6 separate regions of the Mus musculus genome follow, and all the other regions are linked to region 1. A link is a contact called in public ChIA-PET, HiCAR-type, HiChIP or PLAC-seq and promoter capture Hi-C data. All regions are on one chromosome and are shown on one strand. The core of a region is the stretch at or near the end of the contact, and the rest is flanking DNA. Distances in the headings are between cores, read along the strand shown.

Region 1 (4,150 bases), core at 452-2,951:
ATGATGTCACCAATACACATAAAAAATTCAAGTAACTCTTCATGTTTACCTTAGCAAGTCTGACTTCAGTGCCAAGTGAAAAAAATTCAGATCATATTGAAAATAAAGGCTACCACTAATAAGCTTTAGTAAGCAGAGGAAAAGTTTCTTTGGAAATAATAGTTTCTAGGGATAATTTAATGTCTTTGTTTTATTTTTTAAAAAATAATATTTAGTGCAGTGGTGTGTGTGTGTGTGTGTGTATGTGTGCGCATGTGCGCGTGTGTGCGCAATGTAAGGCAGAAGACAAGTTGCAAGAGTCAGTTCTCTCCTTCCAGTATGTAGGTTCTTCGGATCAAACTTGGGTTGTCTGTCGGGTCTGGCAGCAGCATGTGCCTTTTTACCCACTGAGCAATCTTACCAGCTCTATTTATTTTTTCAACATTAGTGAAATATGTAATAATTACCAATCTTTGATGACTACACAAGCCTAAGAAAAAGTATTAACTCTCACATTTTAAAATCAAGCAGAATGAGGATGAAACAATGTATATGACATAAACACAAAACATTTAAACTACTTCTGAGGGGACCCCTCCCCTTATGTAAAACAAAAGGACTCAATTCTTAATCTACTCCCGGAGGAAGCTATATTTAAAACACAAGAGGAACACATTATATAGTATGTTGAATACCTCAGTTACCATACATTGTTTCCCACAACTAAGGAAACCAAATAATACTTAATCCCCATTCTCTTTCCTGTCTTAAACAATATAAGGCGCAGAAATGTTTTTAAAGGGAAAAGCAAATATAGATGTGGTAGACAATATCCTACTTCTTTTCATGTTTTCTTAGGCGGCGGTAAGAATGGAAGACGAAAGTCCTGAGCACCTAAAGATGGCCTATTTTTACAAGTACTTTTCGGTAAATCAGACGGAGGCGGAGAAATAAGCTGTTCCCAGTGTTAGAGTCCACATTACACACACATACTCGCACACACTAGGGAAAACGCCAGAGCGGACCTGGATCCTTTGACAATGCAGCACCCAGCGTCACCCATACTACGATGGAAGAACGTGCTTGCCACGCTCCAACTCTTAGCAAAGTCAATTCGGCATCCCAAATGCAAAGTGGTCTGCAGACACCGGGGCGAGGCAAAAAGTCTACGGGGCGGGCACTGATGCCGAGATTTCTGAGAGCGATTCAAGAAAGATCACCCGTCAACTGCCTCTCGCCGGCAGCGGAGATGCTGCTGCGCGCTGCCGCACCCCAGGCTCCGGGTCTGGCCAGGCCGGGAGGGTGCGCGGTACCGCCAGCGGTCCCCGTTACCCGGGGAGCCTCGGGCCGGTCGCCACACACCCCCTGCCCCCCACTCCACGGGTCCCGGGTAGCAGGGATGCCCGCGCCCCGCTCACCGGCCCGGGTGGTGTCCGTCAGGTCATGGTTGGCCGCTCCCCGGGGAAACTCCCTCAGTTTCCGGCCGCTCAGGCTCAGCACCCCGGTGACCGCCGCCTCTTCCAGGGCTCGGTCGACCGAGCGGCTCCAAGAGCCCGGGCCAGGACCAGGGCCCAACCCAGGGCTCGGCCCACAGGTCGCACCGGAGAGGTTTCCCCCGGACGCCACAGGGCCAGAGTACTCCGCAGCCGCTACCACAGCCACCAAGCCCGCGGCCGCCATTTCCCAGCCGACAACTCTCCGGCCCGGCTCTGCGCATGCGCCACGCGATCCGCTGGGTGGGCGGGGAAAGGGGCTCGCGGACCGGGGACAGCTCTCCCGGACGCGCTGGGCGCAACAAGCCGCCTGCCCCGCCCACAAGCAGGTTTTCCAGGGAAACCGAACCGACTTCGCAGAGCTGGAGCAGCCCGGTACCCTGGGCTCCCTAAAAGGCCACTACAAAAACCAAAACCCGTCCTTAACAGCGCTCCAACTCTCAGTGGTGGATTACATTAAACGGCAAAGATTCCTTAGCCCTGTTGCTGCCAGAAACTTGGGCACTTAGAGGGGACTCCCTGAGATAAGCCCAAAATTGTCTCTCAGCTTGTCACCATACCGCCAGATGATCTGAACTGGAATTTGTGGATATACTATTAGTTCTTGAACGGGAAAACAAACATACCGTGTGAGCAGATTCGGCTACAAAGTCCCTAATTCTTGTTGAAATTGTTATGTATTTTAGATTTGTTGTTGTTGTTTTGTTTGTTTGTTTTTTGTTTTTCGAGACAGGGTTTCTCTGTATAGCTCTGGCTGTCCTGGAACTCACTTTGTAGACCAGGCTGGCTTCGAACTCTTTTTATGAAAGAGCTCTTAATGAAACCAAACGTCTTAAATACTGTGGCTGTTTGCGCAGATTTTATCACTAGCTAGAGCAGAACGAATAATATTTACATCTAACATTGAAATCTGGCTATGTAATAAATGTTGGGATTAAATTTAGAACCGAAAGACCAAAACCGGAAACCATTCAAGTAATGAAAACTACCACTCACATTTAAATAAAACCCCACCCTCCCAGTCCTGCAGTCTCTTATTTTTCCAAATCTGTTTTAAATTCAAGCCATTCCTAATATGTGATGCAAATATCACTCACCAAATTTACTTTGCTGTACAGAATTCGAGGGCCTGTCAGATAAAGTCTCTTTTCTAAAGAATTAGCTAATTTTATTTTGGAACCCAAGGAGGCCAGTTACAATAAGAAAACAGCAATTGGGCTGAGTAGAGTGCACGGCAAAGCAGTCCCTCTAGAGCAAGAACGAGTGAGGTGGGTCGGGCAGTGGTGGCACACGCCTTTAATTCCAGCACATGGGAGGCAGAGGCAGGTGGATTTCTGAGTTCGAGGACAGCCTGGTCTACAGAGTGAGTTCCAGGACAGCCAGGGCTACACAGAGAAACCCTGTCTTGAAAACAAAACCCCACCCCACCCCCAAAAAAAAGAACGAGTGAGGTTTTTGAATAAAACCTGAAGTTACAAAATAGGATGACAGAGAGCAAAATTCCAAGTATGATTTTGATGCATGTGAGCACATTAAGACACAGATGAGAAAAATCTATCACAGAGCACAAAAGAAAATATGAGGTGTGAGAAGCTGCTCATCACTCAAAGCCCAACTTCAGGGAAGCCCCCAAAAAGCACTTTCCTGAGTTCAAGAAATTGTAAAAATGTTTCAGTAATAAAGTTGATTAGTAACAGTTGCTCCAAGACCTGCTCTATCAGCCCTTTTGTCTTGTTTTGTTTGAGATAAGAGTCCCAATGTTGCCCAAGCTGACTTTGACCTTCCAACCCCTGAGAACACAAAACAAGTAATAGTTGATGCCATGTCTGGCTCTCAGCAATTTGACATTCTAGTTTCTTTTGCAACAAGTCCCACAATAAATTATTAATGTCTACTAATGAGCCCCTTCATGGTAATGGGTAGTCTTTGTCAAGTAATGTATACCCAATATATGTATTTTCTGATCTTTCTGAACATTTCTAATTCTTTGAAAGATACTAAGCTAGCCAGGAGCATGTTGTAATCCTAGTACTTGAGAGGTTGAGGCAGGATGATACAGGCCAGCCTAGATACAAAGGGATACCTGTCTTTAAAAAAAAAAAAAAAAAAAAAAAAAAAAGATTAAGTTGGGCTGGCAAGATGGTCATGGGGGAAAAATCTTACCATACAAACTCAACAACCTAAGTTCAATCCACTGAGCCCGTGGTAAATGGGGAGAACTGACTACTCCCTACCCTCCGTGCCCACTCAAGACATTACACCCACAAGCACACTATATAATTTTACCTGAATTGCCAGATGTACCTTTTCAAAAGCACTAATGTCCTATTACTTTATATTTGCATCAATTCCCACAAGTTCTTAGCCATATGGCCTCTTTTCCTATTGACATGAACACTCCACTACAATCTCAGCATGGTATTCCTAGTCCTGAACTGTCCAGATGTGTAAACTGCAACTAGTCTGTTTGACTTGATTTGAAGCCATTAGTGAATTAAACTCGATGCTATACACACCTCTCATATCCCAGGGAGATATGGGAGGCCTGAGCATATGAACAAAAAGCAAGTGTGGGAATCAAGATAAGTAGATAGGTTATATATTAACAACAGAGAGAAAAGTAAGGGGGAAACTGGAGGTTTTCAGAACACGGGATGAAGTCTGTAGATATCTGAAGG
Region 2 (4,150 bases), core at 882-3,381, 850 kb after region 1:
TCCCCCACCCTACCTTTGTGAAAGAGTCATAGTGTTATCAGTCATAGTGTTATCAGTTTCCTGGTGACTGAAGGAAGGGTCTGAACAGAAAGGTTCACTTTATTTTCAAGATACAACAACGAATGGTAGCAGTTTGCTTAAATTGGCTAGCATTGTTTATTTGAAAAACATTTTCGGGCTGGTGAGATGGCTCAGTGGGTAAGAGCACCCGACTGCTCTTCCGAAGGTCCGAAGTTCAAATCCCAGCAACCACATGGTGGCTCACGACCATCCGTAATGAGATCTGACTCCCTCTTCTGGAGTGTTTGAAGACAGCTACAGTGTACTTATATATAATAAAAATAAATACATCTTTAAAAAGAAAAGAAAAGAAAAGAAAAACATTTTCAGGTTTTGTTGTCCGTGTAATACCTTGCTATGTACTTTTAGATAAAGCAAAAAAGATATGCCAGACATGGTGGTACCCATGTGATCCCAGCAATCTGTAGGCTGAGGCAGGGTGGAAAGTCCAGGCTGCACTTTCACCAATGGCCTTCCATGGCCTCTCACAGTGCCAAGCCTCAGCTGCTCTGCTCAACTCCTTCATGCCTTCAAAACCAGTACCACCTGGGTGACCCTTACACGTTACCAAGTCCAGCCAGAGCACAAGGTACAACTTTGGCTATATCTGGAACGCAGCCACTGTGCTCTCAGAAAACACTTCCCAGAAGATGTCACCTCAATGATGCTGGTCTCTTCTTAATCACCGCTAATTTCTTAGCTCCAGCTAACCAGCATCAAAAGTCCCAGTAATGCAAAGTTTTTGCTTTAGTAGTTCTGGTATCTTGTTAATCACAGCTGATTCTTCAGCCCCAGCTATGTTGGGAGCCTTTCTATCTATCCTCCCTCTGCAAATCTATAAAGTTAGTGTCTTCCCCACAGGAGTAGAGAGCTCAGAAGAGGAATAAAATACATCATATTAGGTAATGTAGTGGCAGTGTCCTAATTTGGTCAGTATGTTTAATATGCAATGCAGAAAGTTCCCATTGTAGTTATCATTGAATGTGTAAAGACAAGATGAAAGTTAGCAGTCACTACTCAGTTCTGGTCGTCTGGCAGCTCACAACAGTCTGTCTGTAACTCCAGATCCAGGCAATCTAACCCCCCACAACCCCACCCCCGCCGACTTCCACCAGCACTAGGCATGCATGGGGTGCACACACACACACACACACACACACACACACACACGTATACATATATATGCAGGCAAATATTTGTACACAGAAAATAAACCTTAAAAAGTAGCATGGTCAAGCATACCTGTAATCCTGGCACTTGGAAGATGAAGGCAGAAAGACAGAAGTTTGGGACTAGTGAGATGGCTCAGTGGGTAAGAGCACTGACTGCTCTTCCAAAGGTCCTGAGTTCAAATCCCAGCAACCACATGGTGGCTCATAACCACCCATAATGAAATCTGACACCCTCTTCTGGTGTGTCAGAAGACAGCCACAGTGTACTTATGTATAATAAGTAAATCTTTGGGCCGGAGTGAGCAGGGACTGGGCGAGTGGAGTTGACCGGAGCGAGCACGATTGACTGGAATGAGCAGATGTCCTAAATATTCAATTCCCAAAGTAGGTAGGCTCCTAATGTAGTAGGTTGAGAATTAGTGGTCTGTAATAAATGGCCCACTCACTCTATCTATTTTCAGTTTGTTTTTGGATTCACTAAAATCTTGTTTTATTTACTAGCATTTGTTTGTATACTAAATTTTTAAAACTTTTGCTTTTACATTTATTTGATTTGTATATGTATGTGTGTGGAGGTCAGAGGAAAATTTGTACATGGTGTAGCATTCCTTCCACCATGTAGTTTCTGGAGATGGAAAGAACCAGGTTGTCAGGCTTGGCAGAAAGTATCTTTGCCCATAGAGCCATCTCCCTGGCCCCATGACATAAATCTTTTGATCAGTCCCATGAACTTGTGTTTGTCTGAGTTCCTTACAAGTCTTCTCTGCGTTCCTACACCTCTCTGCATCAAGTCTTTGCTTTGGAGCTTTGCCATCTTGGCCTGATGTTCTGACTGGCATACTCTGGTGAACACTTCCTTTCCAGTGTGGGAGCCTCTGACTCAGTGTATGGCCGCACCTGCAGGTAGTCGGGGCTCGTTCTCATCTGTACTTAAGCTCACAGAGGTTCGTAAGGTTTGGGATGCCATGGTGTCAGTGTAGAAAGAGATTGTTAGAGTTCTGGTCAGTGTTGTTATATTAGTAAGTTCCTGAAAACATAAAGTAAAATTTTGCATCATGAACCATGTTTTCTGGTAATGTGTTTTTCACTTCTGTGTCATAGCTGATCCCAGTAGATAATATAAATTCATTTCCACTAGTTAGACTGACTGAGTCCAGACACCACTTCCTTATTTCTGTCGTGTATTTAGCTACTTCTGGTCTTCTTCAGAACACAATTGAGGAATTGTGTTGAGGCTCATCACAGTTAAACAATGGGCCTCTTAGAGAGTACAGTGTGTTTTGGCACACTTTTTGTTTTGCCTACTTGTTTGTTACTGAAAAGTATCAAAAAGTGAAAGGATTGGAGAGAGGCACTACTTACTTTTTTTTTTTTCATACAGCATTTTTGAGTAGTGGTAAAACAATATAGGCTATATTATCATTTTATTATGAAGTGTGTTTGACTTGGTTTGGGGACAGGATTTCATGTATCTTAGGCTGTGTTCAATTATTTTTTTTCTTAAAGATTTATTTATTTATTTATTCATTCATTCATTTTTATGAATATGAGTATACTGTACTATATATACAGTATGTATACAGACAGTATGCTGTCTTCAGACACACCAGAAGAAGCCATCAGATCCCTCTTCACAGATGGCTGTGAGCCACTGTGTGGTTGCTGGGACTTTTTGAAGAGCAATTGGTGCTCTTAACTGTTGAGCCAGCTCTCCAGCCCTGTGTTCAACTCTTCATGCATCCAAGAATGACTTTGAAGTTCTTGCCTCCAACCTCTCTGTGGTAGGATGCATGCGCCCCTTGTCTGGTTTTGTACAGTGCTAGGGACTGACTACCACTAAGCAGGCACTCTTTACCAACTAAGCCTCATCTCCAGTCCTGTGAGTTGTTTTTGTGTCTATTGTACCTGTCTAAAATATAAGGTTAAAGAATTTTATTGGGACCTTACCAGGCACTTTTTAGGCACTTAACACTGTCTGTAGGAGCAGTGCACAAAAAGCTGCGTTGTGGGAAAGAGACTAAGGCCATAAGTCAGCAGTGAGGGGCAAGTACAAGCTTTTCAAAGGTAACCCTGTTAGTGTGACCTGCTTTATCTGTGTCTAGTGAACGGCTGGGTGAGAAAAGGACTGCTACATTCAGGAGGGATAGGCTTCACTGGGGAGCAGAGCATGGTCAACATGAGTCAGTCGGCAGTCCTGTCTAAGGTATGCACAGTCCTTGCCCTTTGGGCTGAGTGAACTTGGGGGAGAAAAGTGACGTAAGTTATTGACTAATTGTCACAGTTATAATTCAGTTCCGGAAGTCATCCAGCACACTGGATTAGTATAGAGAAAAGCATGAGGAATGTTGGTTTTCTAACATATAATTTAATATCAGAATTTATGTAAGGTAGGGATCTTCTACTGCTATACTCCACGGTTTTTATAAGGCTTGGGGTCTGGTACTAGGATTAGATCTGTGTCATGTTTTAGGTAAGTCTCTTACTTCTTGATACTCGCCTGTGAAATGTGGCAGGTAATGTGTGTCAAAGTAATGCCCCAGAGCAAGTAGCGAGTGTGAAGGAAAGAAGAGCTGCGGGACTCAGAGGGAAGTAAGAATGTTCTCATCTCTCGGTTCTCAGGTTATAGCTGCTTTTCTCCAAGTCCTAGAATTTGAGCTAACTTGAAGAAATAAAGTTTATTTTAAATTTTGTGTGGATTTAGTTGGCCTCATTTTTATTGTAGATAAAAGTTTTCTCACAAAAGATCAAGATTCAATTACCATTCAATACCTTGTTTACTGAGGAGTTGTTTGATTTTCTAACATACGTACTTTTACATCAGAATTTATGTAAAGTAGGGATCTTCTACCACTGTCCTCCACAGTTTTTATAAGATGGATGAGAGCTCAGATGGTCAGGGTAGCTGTCTCCAAGCCTCA
Region 3 (4,150 bases), core at 1,052-3,551, 830 kb after region 1:
GGTGGCTCATAACCATCTGTAATGGGATCTGATCCCCTCTTCTGATGTGTCTGAAGACAGTGACCACAGTGTATACATATACATAAAATAAGTAAAAATAAAAACATTAAGTTAATATTTAAGATTGTGCCTTATTATATAATCCAGTGCTATATTCATTTTTAGGGGTGTTGAGAAATGCAAGAAAAACATGATTGACACCAACTTTGATAAGACTCTTATTGCCTGATCAATAGATGATACATATCTGAGTTTGGCCACTTTATATTATTGACACTGAATAATGGTCTGTATTTTCGGTGAGTTTTGTAATTTTGTGTGTGGTCCTTTTTTTGTTTAGGCCAAGAGAATGGATATTGTTGTCTTATTGATTCTTTCCCGGGGTTTGTTCCACTTTTATTATTTATTCATCTTAAAGAGTTGTGGTAGGTTCTTTTGGATACAGAAAACAGAAAAACTGCTCACCTCACCTAAGAGTGGTGGTAGGTGGTTAATGTGTATCCCAGTCACTTTCCAAGAATATCTATCTGTTTGCTAGTTATTTTGGAGAATGCTATATGCTTTAGGAACTAAAATGATTGCTTGCAATTCTAATCAATTGGAATATAGTGGATTTAAGGATTATTCTAGAAAAGCTACTTATTTTGATAATCCATGTTCAATGCTACTCATAGGGAAATAGAGGTAAGCAGCCAACATCCATGTAAAGTGACATACAGCCCTATGTTACTCAAACATACATCCTATGTTACTAGCAGGTGGCTGAATGTAGATTTGATAGGCTGCAAAGAATAGGGTGTCATGTAGTTCATCTGACCTCCGACTCTCTATGTAACCATTCTTGTCCCCTATCCGTCCTCTACCTCTCAGTACTCAAATTCCTCATCTTACCTCAGCCACCTGAGTGCTGGAATTACAGGTTTGCTTCATCATATCTTGTACTACAGTACTTTTTTTTTCTTTTCGAGACAGGGTTTCTCTCTATATAGTCCTGGCGGTCCTGAAACTCACTTTGTAGACCAGGCTGGCCTCGAACTCAGAAATTCGCCTGCCTCTGCCTCCCAAGTGCTAGGATTAAAGGAGTATGCCACCTCGCCCAACTACTACAGTACTTTCTAATATACCCATCTTACACCAAGGTGCAGCTACATAAGTCTTGTGGTTTTGGTTGTGAGCCTAGCCTTCATCTCTCACTGACCGTGGCAATCCTCTTCCTACTTGTAATCCTTTCCCCTCAGTTCTTCCGAGTTCCTTTTTCTGTTTTAACTGCCACCTTCTCTGTCCACTCTGTCCACGGTAATCCCTCAGCTTTTTCCCCACCTTGTAACAGGTATCAGTGTTTTGGTTTTTATGTTTTCATACGTTTTTTTGGTTGTTTTTTTTCTGAGACAGGGTTTCTCTGTATAGCCCTGGCTTTCCTGGAACTCACTCTGTAGACCAGTCTGGCCTCGAACTCAGAAATCTGCCTGCCTCTGCCTCCCGAGTTCTGGGATTAAAGGCGTGCGCCACCACCGTTTTCATGTTTTTAACCTTTACAAAGACTAGGTGAAGCATGTTCATTTCTGGTACCTAAATGGTCTTTTGTAGATATTAGATATTGACATAGTTGTGGAATAAGAATACATGAATTAACTCCTCCATTGATAAAATACAGAAAAATAAAAAAATCTTTGTTTTGCAAAGAGGGAGGACCTAATTTAGCAGCATAATCTGATTCAACTTAATCTGGTTAAATTTGTAGGAAAAAAAAAAGCGGTGGCGTCGCATTCCTTTAATCGAGGCCAGCCTGGTCTTCAAAGTGAGTTCCAGGACAGCCAGGGCTATACAGAGAAACCCTGCCTCCAAAAAACCAAACCAAACCAAACCAAACCAAAAAACAAAGTGAGCTGGGCAGTACCTCTTCAGGAGGCAGAAGCAGGAGGATCTCTAGTTCAAAGTCAGCCTGGACTACAGAGTGAGTTCCAGGACAGCCAGGACTCGAAAAGCCATCCCTCCCCACAAAACACCAATTGGTGAATGGATACATTCTCAGAAACAAAGACCCTCTACACACAAATATGTTTGGATCAGCTGTTCTCCGTCAGCTTTGTCAGTAGGTAAACCGTAACTGCAGACAATGCAGAATGCTGATAAATGAGGGACAGGTTTTCTCTGTAACGCCCACTGTCCTGAGTCTCCCTAACAGATGACTAGACTACGGTTCCCAGCCGCCCTGTGAAAGCCCGCCCCTCGGGTCATGACGCCACTTTCAGGGCGGGGCTGTCTTACGGCCCCGCCCCGCGCCCCCGCCGCCGCCCTCCCCCAGGGTTGTGGCCACGCGCAGCGGCAGCGGTTGTTCCGCTTCCCCTCCGGCCCGGGCCGTCGCCATTGCCGAAGGCTCCTGCCCTCCCCTCCCTGGCCCAAGGGGTTCTGCGCCTCACGGCCTCGGTAGCGACGGCCGCGCCCCGCGCCGCTCCCCTCCGCCCTGCCCTCCTCCCTCTCAGCGCCCCAGCGCAGTGCTCGCCCGCGTCGGCCAAGCAGCCCGCCCTGGGTCGGGCGGAGACCTTTCCTCTCTGGTAAGTGCGGTTGCCGCTCGCCCGGGCCGGGCCGGGCCGGGCCGAGCCGCCGCCCTCCTCCCGCCTCCGCGGCCTGGGCCCAGCGGCCCGGGACGCCAGCACCTGCGGGCGGGCCCGCGGCTCCGGGCGGTGGCTCATTGTCTGCGCCCTGGCTCTAAGCTTCGGCCGAGAGGAAGCTTGCTGGGCTGTGGGGACCCTGGCCACTCCGGCCGTCCTTGCCCTTCTCTCCCGCCGGCGCTGCACCGGACGACTCGGGTTTGTTCCTGGATGTTCCCTCCTTTACCAGCTGCGTTCTCTGCAGTCTCGTCGCTCGGGAATCCTGTCGCGAGCTCCTTAAGTTCAGTGTGTAAACTCTTCCTCCTCCTCCACATTAGGAAAAAGTTTTTGCCGGGCTCTGGGAGCCTGCGTTTAAGAACAGAAGTTAAGGATCTTACGGTTTTTGCTTGATCTTTAGCCAGGAGGTGAATATTTGCTTCTTAAGGTTAACTTGGGCTGAGGTTGGCTTTTCACCATGTTTGGCTGTCTGAAACACGCGCGCCCTCACAAGAAAAAAAAAAAGTTGCTGCAAATAACTTAATGGACTCAGCCTTTTGATTAGTTCTAGATCAAGTCGTCCAAGACAGAAGTGTGTTAAATAATTGCCATTGTGGCTTGATGGGAAGGAGGCTCTCTCCATCCCCTGTCTTAATAGAACTAGGTAGAGTGGAAGTGAGATTTGTTTCCTCTTTGACAAATCACCAACTCCCATCGATAGCCGCCAGGTTCTTCTTTACAAGTGACCTGTAGATTTTCCAGCTTTTCGTTTCTAACCTTTTAAAAAAAGACAACCAAACCGGTTAGGCCCAAAATTAGACAACGACGAGCTGAGCTGTGTTTTGGGTGAAGGTTGTGCACGTCACGTTTTTCCCCTGCTGTATTCGACTCTTCCGCTCTTATAAAGTAGGCAGGATATTGAAATAAATACACAAGAATTTGCTCTGGGGATTTTTTTTTTTTTTTTTTTGGTAGAGCTATCCAAAAGAATAGTATGAATAAAATTAGGTTGGGATGAAGGCAGTGAGTAGTAATTTTTAAAACAGGTTAGGGCACGTCAACTTTGCCAGAAGCTCTGTGGCATTTGTAGAACATTCTTGCTTGTCTCTACCCCAGTTCTTCAGTTGGGGTGTGTGTGTGTGTGTGTGAAGGAAGCCTTTTTCGTATACTTTTATACCCATCCTCTGCCTTTCCTAGACAGGGCCTCATTCCAGCTCAGGCTGTTGTGACACTCTTCCTGTCTCAGCCTTGTGTGCTGGGATTACACGTGTTAGCCAACATATTTGGTAGCCTCTCTTTTTAGGTCTTTCTAGAGATTAATTAGCCAGGAACACTATTGTACATTTACATCAGGGAAACTGAATTTTATATTGTTGCTTAGATAGATAGAAAATGTAACTTTTGGGTTTTGGTAAAAGAGGTTGCCCAAAATTAAAAATGTTTTCTTCTTGTTTTCACTAGTACATTATTACCTTTCCCTCTGCCAGGCTATGGGGGAAATGGATTAGTATCAAGTACTGCCATCCTTTGGTACTGTGGGTTGTTCTTAGGTTAGTGAGTTG
Region 4 (4,150 bases), core at 1,159-3,658, 750 kb after region 1:
GAGGATGTTAGAACTCAGGCATTGTTGATTCTTAAACTGGCTGAACCAGGATTTAAACACTGGCCCAGGTAAACAGGGACAATGGCTGGCCATAAAGGCCCTAAGCAAGGAACGAATTGATCCCCACACTTTTTCTCGAATGATCGATCCATGGAAGATGGGTGGAGTCTAACTTGGAAGATGGACAAGATTTGGGACAGGTAGACAACTAAGGAAGTTACTGAAGTCATCCAGACATGAGTTGGTGAGAGCTAGACACTTGGAAGAAGGAAGAAGGCTTATAAGATGCAGGAAGTAAACAAAAGCAACCCAGGAAGCTCCTGAAACATGCAAGATTCATAAGACTCTCTTCCCCAAGCCCATAACACAGTAATCTATAGAGAGAATCTAGTGGGGAGCCACCTGTGGGTGTAGGAGTCTCTGGGAGTGCAGTTTTGTGAGTTGTCATTCATGCTAGGGTAGGTTTCTTGGTGAATCACTGTGTTCCTATAAGTAACCCCAGGAAACTCACCGGCTCTCTAAGCTAGATTTGGGTGGAATTGGTTCTTTGATCTGTCATCAATGCCTTGTTGTGGTGAATAACTGTTAAGATCTCCCCAAGAAAAGTCACACAACAATCAGATTCAAGAACCATTCCTAGGACAGAAGACATAACTCAATGGTTAAAAGCACTCAGTGTTCTCTCAGAAGACCCTGAGTTCTCTCCCAGCCATGATGTGGTGGTTCACAATCACCTGTAACTCTAGTTTTAGGGGGTTTGACAACTTCTTCTGGTATCCTTAAGCATCTACACACATGACATTCACTTACATAAATACACACACATACTCCCTTATAAAAATAAAAGTATATTAAAAAAAAAAGAAAAAAGAACATTCCTAATGTGACATACACCTGTAACCCCAGCATTTGGGAGGCTGAGACTGGAAGTTCATACCTGTAAAATAAAAATAAAATATAGCCGGGTGTGGTGGCACACACCTTTAACTCTCAGGAGTTAGAGGCAGGTGGATCTTTATGAATTTGAGGCCAGCCTCATCTATATACTGAATTCCCAAACAGCCAAGGCTATGTAGAAAGAGCCTGTCTCAAATAAATAAATAAATAAATAAATAAATAAATGTTTTAAATATGAATACAAGCCCTTTCTTGGAAAAGAAGCTTGGTGCTAGAGATAAGAGTTAGCCACACACTGGTAGACACAAAGGAAAAAGTTTGAGTCAGAAACCTTAGTGTGACACAATTTTCTCTACACTTGTTTTCTTCTTCAATGGTGCCATCATTGTTACCTTTACAAGTGAATAAATGTGTGTGTGTGTGTGTTTACATATATATGTAAAACAGTTAAAGTGGAAGAGGCCATGAATTTGGAAGAGAACAGGGTGGGATATATAGGAATGTTAGAGGGAGAAGGGGGAGGGAGAAATTATATTTTAATCTCAAAAAAAATTTAAAGGCTGTATAATTAATTTACATAGTTTTTTGAACGAACCCCCCCCCCCCAGCCCTCATCCCCGTTGCTTCCTGCTGCAGGGCATGGAGCCGCCCTTTGGTGTGGTTTGTATACTCAGTGAGACTCCCTTGAGAGATGATTTTTCCTTTGTGGATGGTTGGGGCTGGGAGCTCATGTCTTTTTCTCCATCTTAGAGCTGGGACTAGGTCAGGTCTGGATCCGTGCAGACGCTAGCTAGGCATGCTGCCACAGTTGACAGTGAACTTTCTACACAGCATTATCAAAACAACGCTGTTGAACACCCGTACTCAATAGAGCCAAGAAGTTTATGGTACTATCTGCAACGCGGGGTCAGTTAAAAACCAGTAGACAAAAACCTTTCTTTTTCTTCCATTTGTCCTTCTTGTTTATTTTGTGTGTGTGTGACAGGTCACACGAATCCCAGGGCAACCCCAAACCTGCTCTTTGGGCTGGGATGACCTTGTACTCTGATCCTCCTGCTTCAACCTCTCCAGGGTTGGGATCACAGGTGCGTGCTGCCATTGCCGACTTCCTTTTCCCTTTATTTATTTTCTTAATTTTTAAGAAGTACGGTGCCCAGAAAAGATGATTAGTTAAGGACTGACTGAGTAGATGAAAACAGACGACTGGATGGATGACCCTTCTAAATGGCGGACTCGTCCCCCTTTCCAATTAAACAAATTTGTGTTGCCCTTCACTGAATTCTGCCCCAAGCTGGCCCTTGGATAGAAGCCTGTAGAAGAGTTCCTGGAACAGCAGACCACAAGCCAGGACTCCTAGTTCCCATGTGCCATCAAAGCAGGAGCCACAAGAGCATGCTTAGCGACGACCTAACAGAGCTTGGCAGGCTGCACCTGTAGAGTGACAGCCCTGCTGGTGAGGGGCCATGTGCTACCTGCATCCTCGTCCAACCCCACCCCCACCCCACCCCCCGCGGTGGCAGTTCCTTCTAAGACGCGGGCTGAGTGCTGAGTCGCTGAGAGGCGAGCTCTCCATGTGACTTCAGTTTCCGTTGGTTCCTTCCGCAAGTGCTAAAATAATCTGATGCCCCAGAGCGAGTAGGCAGCGCAGCAGCGGCAAGTGCTGTCCAGGAGGCTGGGGCCCTGGAGACGATGCGCCCCGCGGAGCCGCCTGGGCCTGCGGGAGCAGTGAGTATTTCTTGCGTGGGTTCGTTGAGCATTGCCGGGCTACAAGAGGTGGGCGAGCTGGGACCGGGTTGGGTGGTGGGAGGTTAGGCATCAGCTCCCCCACCCCACGCACGCCGCGCTCAGGCTCATTGTGAAGTTGTGGTATCCAGTCTCTCCGCCTCTGGGCTGGATTTGGGGGGGGGGCTACACCTTTGGTGTAGGTGGAAGTCTCAGGAACTCTTACAGCTGAGAGAGGAGGTGTGTGATGTGGGAGAGGCACGTAGGGCTTTACAACCAGCTATGGTTTGATTCCTGGCTCTTTCAGGGAGAGTGTGAACAGGTTAGGGAACTTTTCGGAGCCTCCTTTTTTTTCCTCATCTACACAGTGGTCAGTGCTCCTTGCCTAGTCTGAGTGACCGGACGTCATGAGAGGACGCTGTGAACACTCAGCATACGGGTGTTTGCATCGACTCCTTTGCCCATCAACATAAATTGAGACCCACCATTACACAGGCAAAGACACGGAAATCCATCCACAGTCGCACTTACTTAACCGGGATCTTCCCAGGGTCAGCTGTGTGTGTACATCCAGAAGACAGCAAAAGCCCTTCTCCTAGAGCCTTTGTCCTGGGTAACTTGTGCTGGGGTATTATTTGGTCCACAGCTACCCAAGTGTCAGAGAGAGAGATTAGAGCCAGGCTCTCCTGACTCCTGCTCAGTGCTCTGCTGTGGTCCTCTCGGCCTCTGCAGGCACAGACACACATCCATGGACCTACCCACAGGCTCGCTCGCACTCAGGAGCTGGGCAGGGAAAAGCACTGCTCTCCCTGCAGTTGCTAGCTCACCATTGCGCTGCGGCGATGACCACGTGCCCCACTGTAACTAGGATCGGAGCAGACTAAGGAAGGCTTTCCAGTGTCTCTCTCTGCTACTGACCGTGAGGTACGGACAGTTTTCACGGTGTTTGAGGCCTGGGGACACCCCCTATGAGCTTTATATGTGAGCCCCAGAGTTCCTAGAGGGGGTTATAGACTCATGGGCCCAGAAAAACAAAAAACAAAACAAAACAAAAAACCTCAACACTTAGGTTAAAATCAAAACCAAACAGCCTCACAAGAGAAGGTGCCTTCATTTGACTGGTCCTTCGAGAGAACTCTGGACAATGGTACACACTCCACCAGGCTGTCCTGGAGCTCATTAGCTTCTAAGCCAATCTCCACTGGCCTGACTTGTGAAGCAGGAGGCAAACCCTTTCTCCTTAGTGATAGAACTGTCCGTGGATAGATTCTTGGGGAACTAGCTTCTGTACTGTGTCTAATATAAGCCAGTGACACAGAAGATTGTAACAGGGCCAGCCTCCTTCGTAGTCCCTATTGACTGGAGTCAGGATTGGGATCGGACCAAAATACCTAACAAAACCCAAAGAAACAAAACCTGGACTTCTTAAGGAGGCATGGTCTGGTCGAACAGTAAAATGTAGTCAACAATGCTGAACTGCAGGTCTGAAAATGGCTAAATGATAGAGTTTATGTGATAAAACAGATGAAGG
Region 5 (4,150 bases), core at 974-3,473, 640 kb after region 1:
AATATGTTCTCATATTTCAAAGGCGATTAAGAGGAAGGGCCTTCCTTTTCATATTTGAGCCACCTGAAAACAGAACTATATATTCAAAAAAAATCTTTCAATTGGGTTACAAAAAATTAAATTTTCGCCTTTAACTCAAGCACTTGGGAGGCAGAGGCAGAAGGATTTCTGAGTTCGAGGCCAGCCTGGTCTCTACAGAGTGAGCTACACAGAGAAACCCTGTCTCAAAAAAAAAAAAGAATGCTTACTGTTCTTCCAGAGTACCTGGGTTTGGTTGGTTCCAAGTACTCACATGACAACCTATAACTTTGTCACTCAGTTCTAGTTCTCCTGCCTCTTCTGCACCACATGCACATGAGGCACTTACATTCACACACTCTAAATACATATTTTAAAAAATAAGAAATCTCAAGTTTTCCCTTCCGAAGTATCTGCAATTATTTAATTCTGCTACCTCCACAGATAAAGAATTGTTCTTAAGAACAGTAATAGTGATATTCTAAGACAGGGGCTATTTAGCCATGATTCATTGACAGGACAAATCTGCCCCCCCACTTTTTGTTTTTCATAAAGTTTTATGGAAACACAGGCACTATCTTCATTTACAAAGGGTAATGTAAATTAATGTATTGACTACGGTGGCTTTTGTTCTACAGTGGCAGAGCTCACCAAGTGTCTTCAGTAGACTATATAGTCCACAAAAATACTTACCATTCTGCCCTTATAAAGGGCAACCCTCACTAATACTACTACATTATAAAGGACAGGTGTGTAATAGCACACCTGCAACTCCAGTATTTGTGAGGCTAAGGCTATCCCATGCTACACAGTAATAAAACTGTGTCTCAAAACATGTCTAAAAAAATGTTAAAAAAAAAAAAAAAACCCTAATTCACAGCAGATGAACACAACTTGACCATTACTACACGTGATGTAACTCTGTCCTTGACTTTAACTGATGTGTGGGCAGGGCTTATAAAACCACAAATCCTCACGATTCAGACTATTTAGCCTTCTTTTTCTTTTTCTTTAAATTAGAAAATGATGGTTCGAGCCCTGCGATGGTGGCTCATACCTTTAATCCCAGAACTCAGGAAGCAGAGGTAGGTGGATCTCTGGGTTCGAGGCCAGCCTGATCTACATTGTGAGTTCCAGGACAGCCAGGGCAACACAGAGGAACCCTTTCTCGAAAAGCAAAAACAAAAATGGTTCCCTTTCAAAGGGATTTTGGGCCGTTTTACCCAATAAACATGCTTAATTTTACTTACTGATTTCCTTTGATTCTTGTCCAGAGATTCTAAGCTTGCATTCCTTTGCATAGTGTTTTTGAATAATCTCCCACAGGTCTGTATTGACCAGAGAATTTCTTCGGGTATGGTACCGAGTCCACGAAGAGACCCGGCGACGACAGAAGGGACAGCATAGATTGGCCTTTTCAACAGTGGACTGGAAGCATGGGTTACAGAGCGTGTGGTTGCAAGGTAGGGTTACAGGCTCTAGGAGGATTTCCATACAGATCCCGCACTGACATTCGGCTAAGGAAGGGATGGAGGTTTTAGGTGCAGCCATCTTCATATGCTAATGAGACCTACCCAACGTTAAAATCAGAAAGGGACTAAAGTCGTCTTTCGCCTAATCACGCCCAGAACGGAGAAAAGCAGCGAGCCGTTTGGTGTTTACTCTCACACACAGCAGCGGACTGAGATCCAGAAGGCCTGAGTTCCCACGGGCCCGAGACAAGCAGGAGCTGTGATGTCAGGTCAACAGTTATGCCCTGAGTCCAGCAAGGGAATGAAAGAACGTTCCTCCGGGAGTCGGCGGCCTCGGGGCGGAGAGTGGTTCTGTCTCCCCGCGCCACACAAGCGCTCATCCAGCTCCCCTTCTTACGCGGTGAGGACCCGCCTCTACGCGCGAGGCGGCCGGGCTTGCCAGAGCCGGAAGCCCGGGCACCGCCGCTCCCAGAGCACCCGGTACCGCCCGGAATCCGGGCTCGGGCCGCCGCGGGACTTCCGTCTCGCCGTTGCGGTGGAGGCAGCCCTCCAGTGCCCACGCTCCAGCTTCTGGAACACCTCGCGGTACCCCCCGGGTCCCGAGACCCAGCCGCTCGCACCCGCTGTCCTGCCAATCGGTCTACTGGCCGCGGCCGGAGCAGGTACCCGGGCTCCACGGACGTCACAATTCCCCGCCAAAACGGCACGTCTTCCCCCAAGGAACCGCTCAGTCGGGCGGGACTTCCGGGAGCTGCGTCTGCGTTCCCGCCTAGCCTGCTAGTAGCAACTCCTCCCGCTTTTGGTCGCTCGGCTACTGTAGGCTGCAGAATCTTGCTTACTCAAGTAACTCTCTAAACCAAGATCCGAACAGGAATTTTTGTAATTATTCTTTCAGTATTCTTTAGGCTACCCTTCTCCTAACAAAGCTTTCTAAAGTTCTTAGTGCTAAAAGAAGAAATTACAACAAATTTACCTTAAAGATTTTTCTTAGCATTTATTTGCAACACTAGCATTTTATAGAATGAGCAGCAGATATTGGCCTTATAGACAAGTGACGCTCAAGGAGAGCAGCAACAAAGAGTTACACCTGTGGTTTCAAAGAATCCTTGTAAAGGTTAAATAAGGTGGGGGTGATATCCTTATGGTACTGGCTAAAACAGCAATGTAGAGATTTGGCTGTTATTGCTTTCCCTCTTGTTTTGGGGGTGCTTGGCTTGGGCCCTCTACCCCAGACTTTAGCATGAGTAAATGCCTATTGGGTTTGGTATGTGGAGTCTGAAGAACTCAACAAGAGACCCATTTCTATAATCAATCCCAGCATTTGGGAAGTAGTCACAAAAGGATTATTATAAACTAGCCTTGGCTACATAACTGGTTCCAGGTCAACCTGGGCTATATGAGACCCTTCCTCAATTGGTCAGCTGGTTCCCAAAACATTGCAGGCAGAGGCAGGAGGGTCTCTGTGAGGTAGAGATCAGCCTGGTCTATACAGTGAGTTTAGTAAGAGACTCTGTTTCAAAAAGGAAGGAAGGAAGGAAGGAAGGACCTCTGAACTAGGCATGGACACGTGTGTCTTGTAATTGAGGCATTTAGGTAGCAAAGGCAGAGGCAGAAACAGGAGGACCTGGAGTTGGAGTCTGTGATGGTTTGCATATCCTTGGCCCAGGGAATGGGACTATTAGAAGGTGTGGCCCAGTTGGAGTAGGTGAGTCACTATGGGTGTGGGCTTTAAGACCCTCATCCTAGCTGCCTGGAAGCAGTATTCTGCTAGCAGCCTTCAGATGAAAATGTAGAACTCTCAGCTCCTCCTGCACCATGCCTGCCTGGATGTTGCCATGCTCTGGCACCTTGATAATGGATTGAACCTCTCAATTTGTAAGCCAGCCCTGATTAAATATTGTCATAAGAGTTGCCTTGTGGCCAGGCGTGGTGGCACACGCCTTTAATCCCAGCACTCGGGAGGCAGAGGCAGGTGGATTTCTGAGTTCAATCCCAGCCTGGTCTACAAAGTGAGATCCAGGACAGCCAGGGCTATACAGAGAAACCCTGTCTCAGAAAAACCAAACCAAAAAAAGAGAGAGAAAAAAAAGAAAGAGTTGCCTTGGTTATGGTTTCTGTTCCTCAGATCTGTGACAACTTGGCATTTATACTTCTTTCTGTGTCACAGTCCACTGAGGTCTTCAGCTTCCTTTCTAACGACTTAAGGCCCACAAGCTTGGCAGAAAGTAGCAAGACTGTCCTGGAGCTGTGGCTGAGACACTGACATAGGTGCTGGGAGTGGAACTCTGGTCCTCTGGAAGAACTATACATGCTCTCAGCCACTGAGTCATCTCTCCACCCCTATTATTTCATGCTTTCAATTGATTAATTGCCCTTCAAAAGGCATTCAAAATTCAAAATGTTCAAATTGAGCAAGCAGTCTGACTCTTCCTAGGGAAATATAAAGAAATGTCTGTTTCGCCTAGACAGGGCAAAGACAGACCAAAGAAGAGATTCCAACCAAGTCCAGCGTGGTGAACCAATGAGTTCATTGGTCTTACAGGAGCATGGGTGTGGGTTACTTACAGAGGCATGGATGACTTGAAGGCAAACCATCTAAAATCCCCACCTCCGTGTGGGGATGACCCCCAAAGCTGCACCACTGCATTCTGAACCCCAAT
Region 6 (4,150 bases), core at 647-3,146, 580 kb after region 1:
TCAAAAAAACCAAAAAAGAAAAAAGAAAAGAAAAGAAAAAAAAAAAAAAGAAGAAGAAGAAGAAATAATGTGAGATTAAAACAATTGAGTTTCCAATTCACAGATGAAAATAAAGTAATAGTAACTTGCCCAAAAATCCTAAGGTTAAATAGTAAGACCTTAAACTATATTTATAAAATCCAAAGAAAGATTAATATTTCTCTGTGTGACTCACTAGATTTTTTTTTTTTTTTTAGGCAAGCAATGTAGCAGTATTAACTTGTATACACAGAAATCTAGTTTCTTTCCATAATGTTGGTTTGGTAAGGCACTGGGAAATCCACATGTTATTATAAATAAAATAACCCCACCACAAAGCTTAACAACATTTCAGTTATCTTACTTTTCACCTCAATTTTATTACAAATCTTGTTTTACCAGCTTTGACATATTTCATGTGACAAGACAGAAAACAACGCATCAGCCACTTAATTATCGTTGCCGAACAAAAAATAAAACTAGCTTCAATTATAAAACTGCAAATAGCATGTATTGGTTAAAATAAAGATCTTACACGTCAGACTCAAGAACACAAACTAGAAAAAAAGAACACAAACTAGAAATATTCTCCGCATCAAACAAATTATTATCAAAGAAAGGATAGTCCTGTTGAGAGGGGGAACTAACTTTCTGACCTCTTTTCAAAATGACAAACTAGAACAGCAAAATCACACTCAGGCACATGGAGTACTGTTCTCTCAAATCACTCCACAGAGAACTTCATCATTTGCTCCGCCCTCTAATAACTCATGCAAAAAAAGTTCAGCACCATCGGAGAGAAACAAGACATAGCGCATTCACAGAATGGCTTAAAGTCTTTCCTCCCGGCGGGTAAGAGAACCTGCGTTTGCCCTTCGTCGGGGTCCGAAGGGAAAGAGAAACCTAGGCCTAAGGTTTCACGGATACTGACACCTAGAAACAGATTTCTCTGCAAGAAGTTTCTGCCGCCATCCCCATTTTATCAGCAAAGACTCGGGCGCCATCGTCTCGATGTTTGGTTTTATTATGAGGAGGTGGGAAAGGCCACCCAGGATTACTTTAGGCCTCACACACACACTAAGCTCAGGGTTCCCCCCCCCCCTATTCCTATGTGAAACCCTCGGTCCCTAAGGTGCCCCTCCGCACCCCTTGTTCCCGGCGGCAAGTCCCCCGGGATGTGTGAAGGCGCAGCAGAACCCACCCGCCTCACCGTTAAAGCGAGACGGCCCTCACACGGCAGGGCCACCGCCAAGGCTCCGGGGGGGCCCAGCGAGGGGAAGGGTAGGCCGGGGCCGAGGGACAGGGACGATGACCTGGCCGGGAAGAGAGGATGGCATGGGGGGAACGGACTGCACCGCCTGGTCCGCGGGCAGCACGATACCGAGAGGAGGTGATGAGGGAGGAAGAGGGCGGTGGCCCGGGTGCGGCCCCCTACTCCTCCGGCCCGCAGGTCCCGGGCCCCTGGCACCGCGGGCTCGGCCCATCCCCTGTACTGGACCGGCTGGGGGCGTGGGGGGCCTGTCTGGGAATAAGGGGAGACCGAATCCAGGGACTGAGGGGCACGCGCGGGGTGGGGGCGGGGGAAACCTGCCTCCCGCCTGAACCGCAGACCCCGGCCGCCGCCGCCGTCGTCGCCTGTGCCTCAGGAGAGGGCAGGAGCTGAGGGGAGAGCCCGAGTGAGGAATGCACCAAGGTGAGGCGAAGCCCGGGACAGCCCCGACAGCCTCCCCGTAGCCGACTCTTCACCTTCCCGTAACCGCGTCTCTTACCGGTGATGGCGGTGAACTGCTGGATTAACCCCTTCAGCGCCGACGACGCCGCGGAGCCCCCGTGGGCAGCCATCTTACCGCCGCCGCCGCCGCCGCGGAACAACAACACAGACACACACGGGGCTCCCTCCCCCACTCCGCGGCGTGCTGTGCGCAGGCGCACTGGCAGGCCCGAAGCTCCGCCCTCTCCCTGTCTGTGCGCGTTTTGCGCAGGCGTACTCTCCGCGAGCCGCCGCTTTGGTTTGAAGCCTGTGCTGCTGGCTGGTAGCTATTCTTTGAAACATTTGGTGCCTTCTCTGAATTCCGGAGATATCCTCCTAAGTACCGCATTGAATCCCAACATCCCAAAGAATCTTCAGACCTGAAATACCAAACTCTTGATGAAACGCTCAGGGTTTCACATAAAGTAGGTATTTTGTTTGGTTTTATGTGACGTTTCTTAAATTCTAAAGTGTAAGTTAATAGCTTAGTAAAAAATGAACCAGTCTATAGTAGACTTTAGTAAATGATTGTTCGCTCTGTTTTTCTTCAACAAATGTCTCAGTATATCTCCCCCCAGGCTCATTCTTACTTTCTAAAGATATTAAATCGGGAGGTTTTTTGGGGGGGGAGTTGTTTTTTATCCTTAAACAAAGATATATGCAGATACAGTAAATAAAATAAAGAGAACACTGGAAAGTGGTCCTGAAAACACCGATAATAGTTACAACTAAAAAAGAACTTGATGAGCCGGGCAGTGGTGGCACATTCCTTTAATCCCAGCACTTGGGAGACTGAGGCAGGCGGATTTCTGAGTTTGAGGCCAGCTTGGTCTACAGAATGACAAGGACAGCCAGGGCTACACAGAAAAACTCTGTCTCGAAAAAAAAACATGATGAAAGGGGCATTAGGAGGGCTGATGAGATGACTCGGCAGTTGAGAGCACTGACTGCTCTTCCCAAGGTCCTCAGTTCAAATCCCAGCAACTACATGGTGGCTCACAACCATCCGTAATGAGGTCTGATGCCCTTTTCTAGAATGTCTGAAGACAGCTACAGTGTACTTACATTTAAATAAATAAATCTTTAAAAAAACAAAAGAAAGAAAAAAGAAAGGGGCATTTAGCTTAGTTTTCATACTTTATTTTTAAATAAGGTAATAGTGTGTAACTTGCACAATTCTAAATACTTATTGCATTGCTGGTGTGTCAACTTGACACAAGCTAGAGTCGTGAGAGAAAAAGGAGCCTCAGGGGAGGAAAAGCCTCCATGAGATCCAGCTGTATTTTCTCAGTGAGTGACCAGTGAAAGTGGGCCCGCCTATGGGCGGTGCCATGCCTGGACTGGTGGTCCCTGCTTTTATAAGCAAGCAGGCTAGCACACCATGGGAAGCAAACCAGTTAACAGCACCCCTCCATGGCCTCTACCTCAGCTCCTGCCTCCAGGTTCCTGCCCTGTTTTTTCAGTGGTTAACAGCAATGTAGAAGTATAAGCCAAATAAACCCTTTCCTCCCCAACTTGCTTTATGGCCAAGGTGTTTCATGACAACAATAGAAATCCTGACCAATTTCAGTTATTTAGGATAGTTTTTATTTATACTTTGATGGTTTCATATATGTTTATCGGGTATCTTGATCATATCCACCTCTACCTCCTTACTCATTTTCCCCTGGACATTCTTACACATCCCTCCCACTTTCACGTGCCCCCACCCCCACATCAACTCCATTGAGCCTAATCCATGAATGCTACCTCCTGGATGGCTGCCTCTTACCAGCTTGATCTTGGGTGGGTAACCGTAACTGCAGTGAGTTCTTGAGTGTAGCAGCCTTGCCATGTCCTAGAGACAGCCCCTCTCCCATCCTCCGACTCTTATGTTCTCTCTGCCCTCTCCTTGTCTTTCCCTGAGCCTTGATGAGGTTAACATAGATGCCACAGTTAGGGCTGAGCACTCAATAGTCACTTTCAGTTCTTGACCAGTTTCTTTTTTTTTTTCTTTCTTTCTTTCTTTCTTTTTTTTTTTTTTTTTTTTTGAGATAGGGTTTCTCTGTGTAGCCCTGGCTGTCCTGGAACTCACTCTGTAGACCAGGGTGGCCTCGAACTCAGAAATCCGCCTGCCTCTGCCTCCCTGGTGCTGGGATTAAAGGCGTGCGCCACTACACGGCTCGCTTGACCAGTTTCAAGTGTTTGTATTCATCACTGGTTAGGCCACCACCGTGGAAAGAAAGCTTCTCTGGCCAAGGCTGAGGGCAGAACTTATTAATGTACATAGATAAGTATTTAGAAGGGAGTTTGAAAGTATATCTAGGCTGGTCGGTGGCAGCTAGTGTTTAATCCCAGTGCTCAGGAGGAAGGAGCAGTTGCATCTCTATGAGTTCGAGGCCA

The links. Promoter capture Hi-C pulls out the DNA fragments that hold promoters and counts their contacts. ChIA-PET counts read pairs in DNA pulled down with a chosen protein or histone mark. HiCAR-type assays count read pairs that join an accessible place to other places. HiChIP or PLAC-seq counts read pairs in DNA pulled down with a chosen protein or histone mark.
Region 2: a contact with region 1 is called in an HNF4G HiChIP or PLAC-seq map of pancreatic cancer cells. The contact joins the enhancer-like site here to the promoter of Lrch3 in region 1. A contact is called at or near these places in 4 of 39 promoter capture datasets (the C10 cell line, cranial neural crest, frontonasal cranial neural crest and 1 more), 1 of 115 datasets of contacts at active chromatin or transcription factors (pancreatic cancer cells) and 1 of 9 other capture datasets (adipose tissue).
Region 3: a contact with region 1 is called in a HiCAR-type map of astrocytes, with 3 times the contacts expected there. The contact joins the promoter of Pak2 here to the promoter of Lrch3 in region 1. A contact is called at or near these places in 3 of 39 promoter capture datasets (the C10 cell line, cranial neural crest and frontonasal cranial neural crest), 1 of 484 Hi-C or Micro-C datasets (CD4 T cells) and 2 of 115 datasets of contacts at active chromatin or transcription factors (astrocytes and pancreatic cancer cells).
Region 4: a contact with region 1 is called in an RNA polymerase II ChIA-PET map of memory CD8 T cells, with 18 read pairs. The contact joins the promoter of Nrros here to the promoter of Lrch3 in region 1. A contact is called at or near these places in 4 of 39 promoter capture datasets (cranial neural crest, frontonasal cranial neural crest, hippocampal neurons and 1 more) and 2 of 115 datasets of contacts at active chromatin or transcription factors (memory CD8 T cells and microglia).
Region 5: a promoter capture Hi-C map of liver shows a contact between it and region 1, with 3 times the contacts expected there. The contact joins the promoter of Rnf168 here to the promoter of Lrch3 in region 1. A contact is called at or near these places in 11 of 39 promoter capture datasets (3T3-L1-derived adipocytes, the C10 cell line, cranial neural crest and 7 more) and 3 of 115 datasets of contacts at active chromatin or transcription factors (bone marrow-derived macrophages, memory CD8 T cells and pancreatic cancer cells).
Region 6: a promoter capture Hi-C map of hippocampal neurons shows a contact between it and region 1, with 2.9 times the contacts expected there. The contact joins the promoter of Ubxn7 here to the promoter of Lrch3 in region 1. A contact is called at or near these places in 3 of 39 promoter capture datasets (hippocampal neurons, liver and pre-B cells), 1 of 115 datasets of contacts at active chromatin or transcription factors (memory CD8 T cells) and 1 of 9 other capture datasets (pancreatic islet).

The regions. Positions count from the first base shown.
Region 1 is chr16:32,911,651-32,915,800 of GRCm38.p6, reverse strand. It overlaps Lrch3 (leucine-rich repeats and calponin homology (CH) domain containing 3), which reads right to left and starts at 1,701. Exons shown (of 21, transcript NM_001081255.1): 1 at 1,398-1,701. The coding sequence starts at 1,659.
Region 2 is chr16:32,058,267-32,062,416 of GRCm38.p6, reverse strand. All of the region lies in intron 1 of Pak2 (p21 (RAC1) activated kinase 2), which reads left to right. Among named protein-coding and RNA genes, the nearest start is that of Gm26419, 5.6 kb to the left of the region's middle. Within about 2 kb of position 2,131, at least 104 of the 459 cell types and tissues checked have an H3K27ac peak or open chromatin away from gene starts, as enhancers often do. A contact at or near this core is called in adipose tissue, liver and pancreatic cancer cells, where this site is marked.
Region 3 is chr16:32,077,493-32,081,642 of GRCm38.p6, reverse strand. Pak2 (p21 (RAC1) activated kinase 2) reads left to right here and starts at 2,301. Exons shown (of 15, transcript NM_177326.3): 1 at 2,301-2,555.
Region 4 is chr16:32,163,852-32,168,001 of GRCm38.p6, reverse strand. Nrros (negative regulator of reactive oxygen species) reads left to right here and starts at 2,408. Exons shown (of 3, transcript NM_001347181.1): 1 at 2,408-2,622.
Region 5 is chr16:32,275,534-32,279,683 of GRCm38.p6, reverse strand. It overlaps Rnf168 (ring finger protein 168), which reads right to left and starts at 2,223. Exons shown (of 6, transcript NM_027355.2): 1 at 1,269-2,223. The coding sequence starts at 1,575.
Region 6 is chr16:32,329,998-32,334,147 of GRCm38.p6, reverse strand. Ubxn7 (UBX domain protein 7) reads right to left here and starts at 1,896. Exons shown (of 11, transcript NM_177633.4): 1 at 1,788-1,896. The coding sequence starts at 1,860.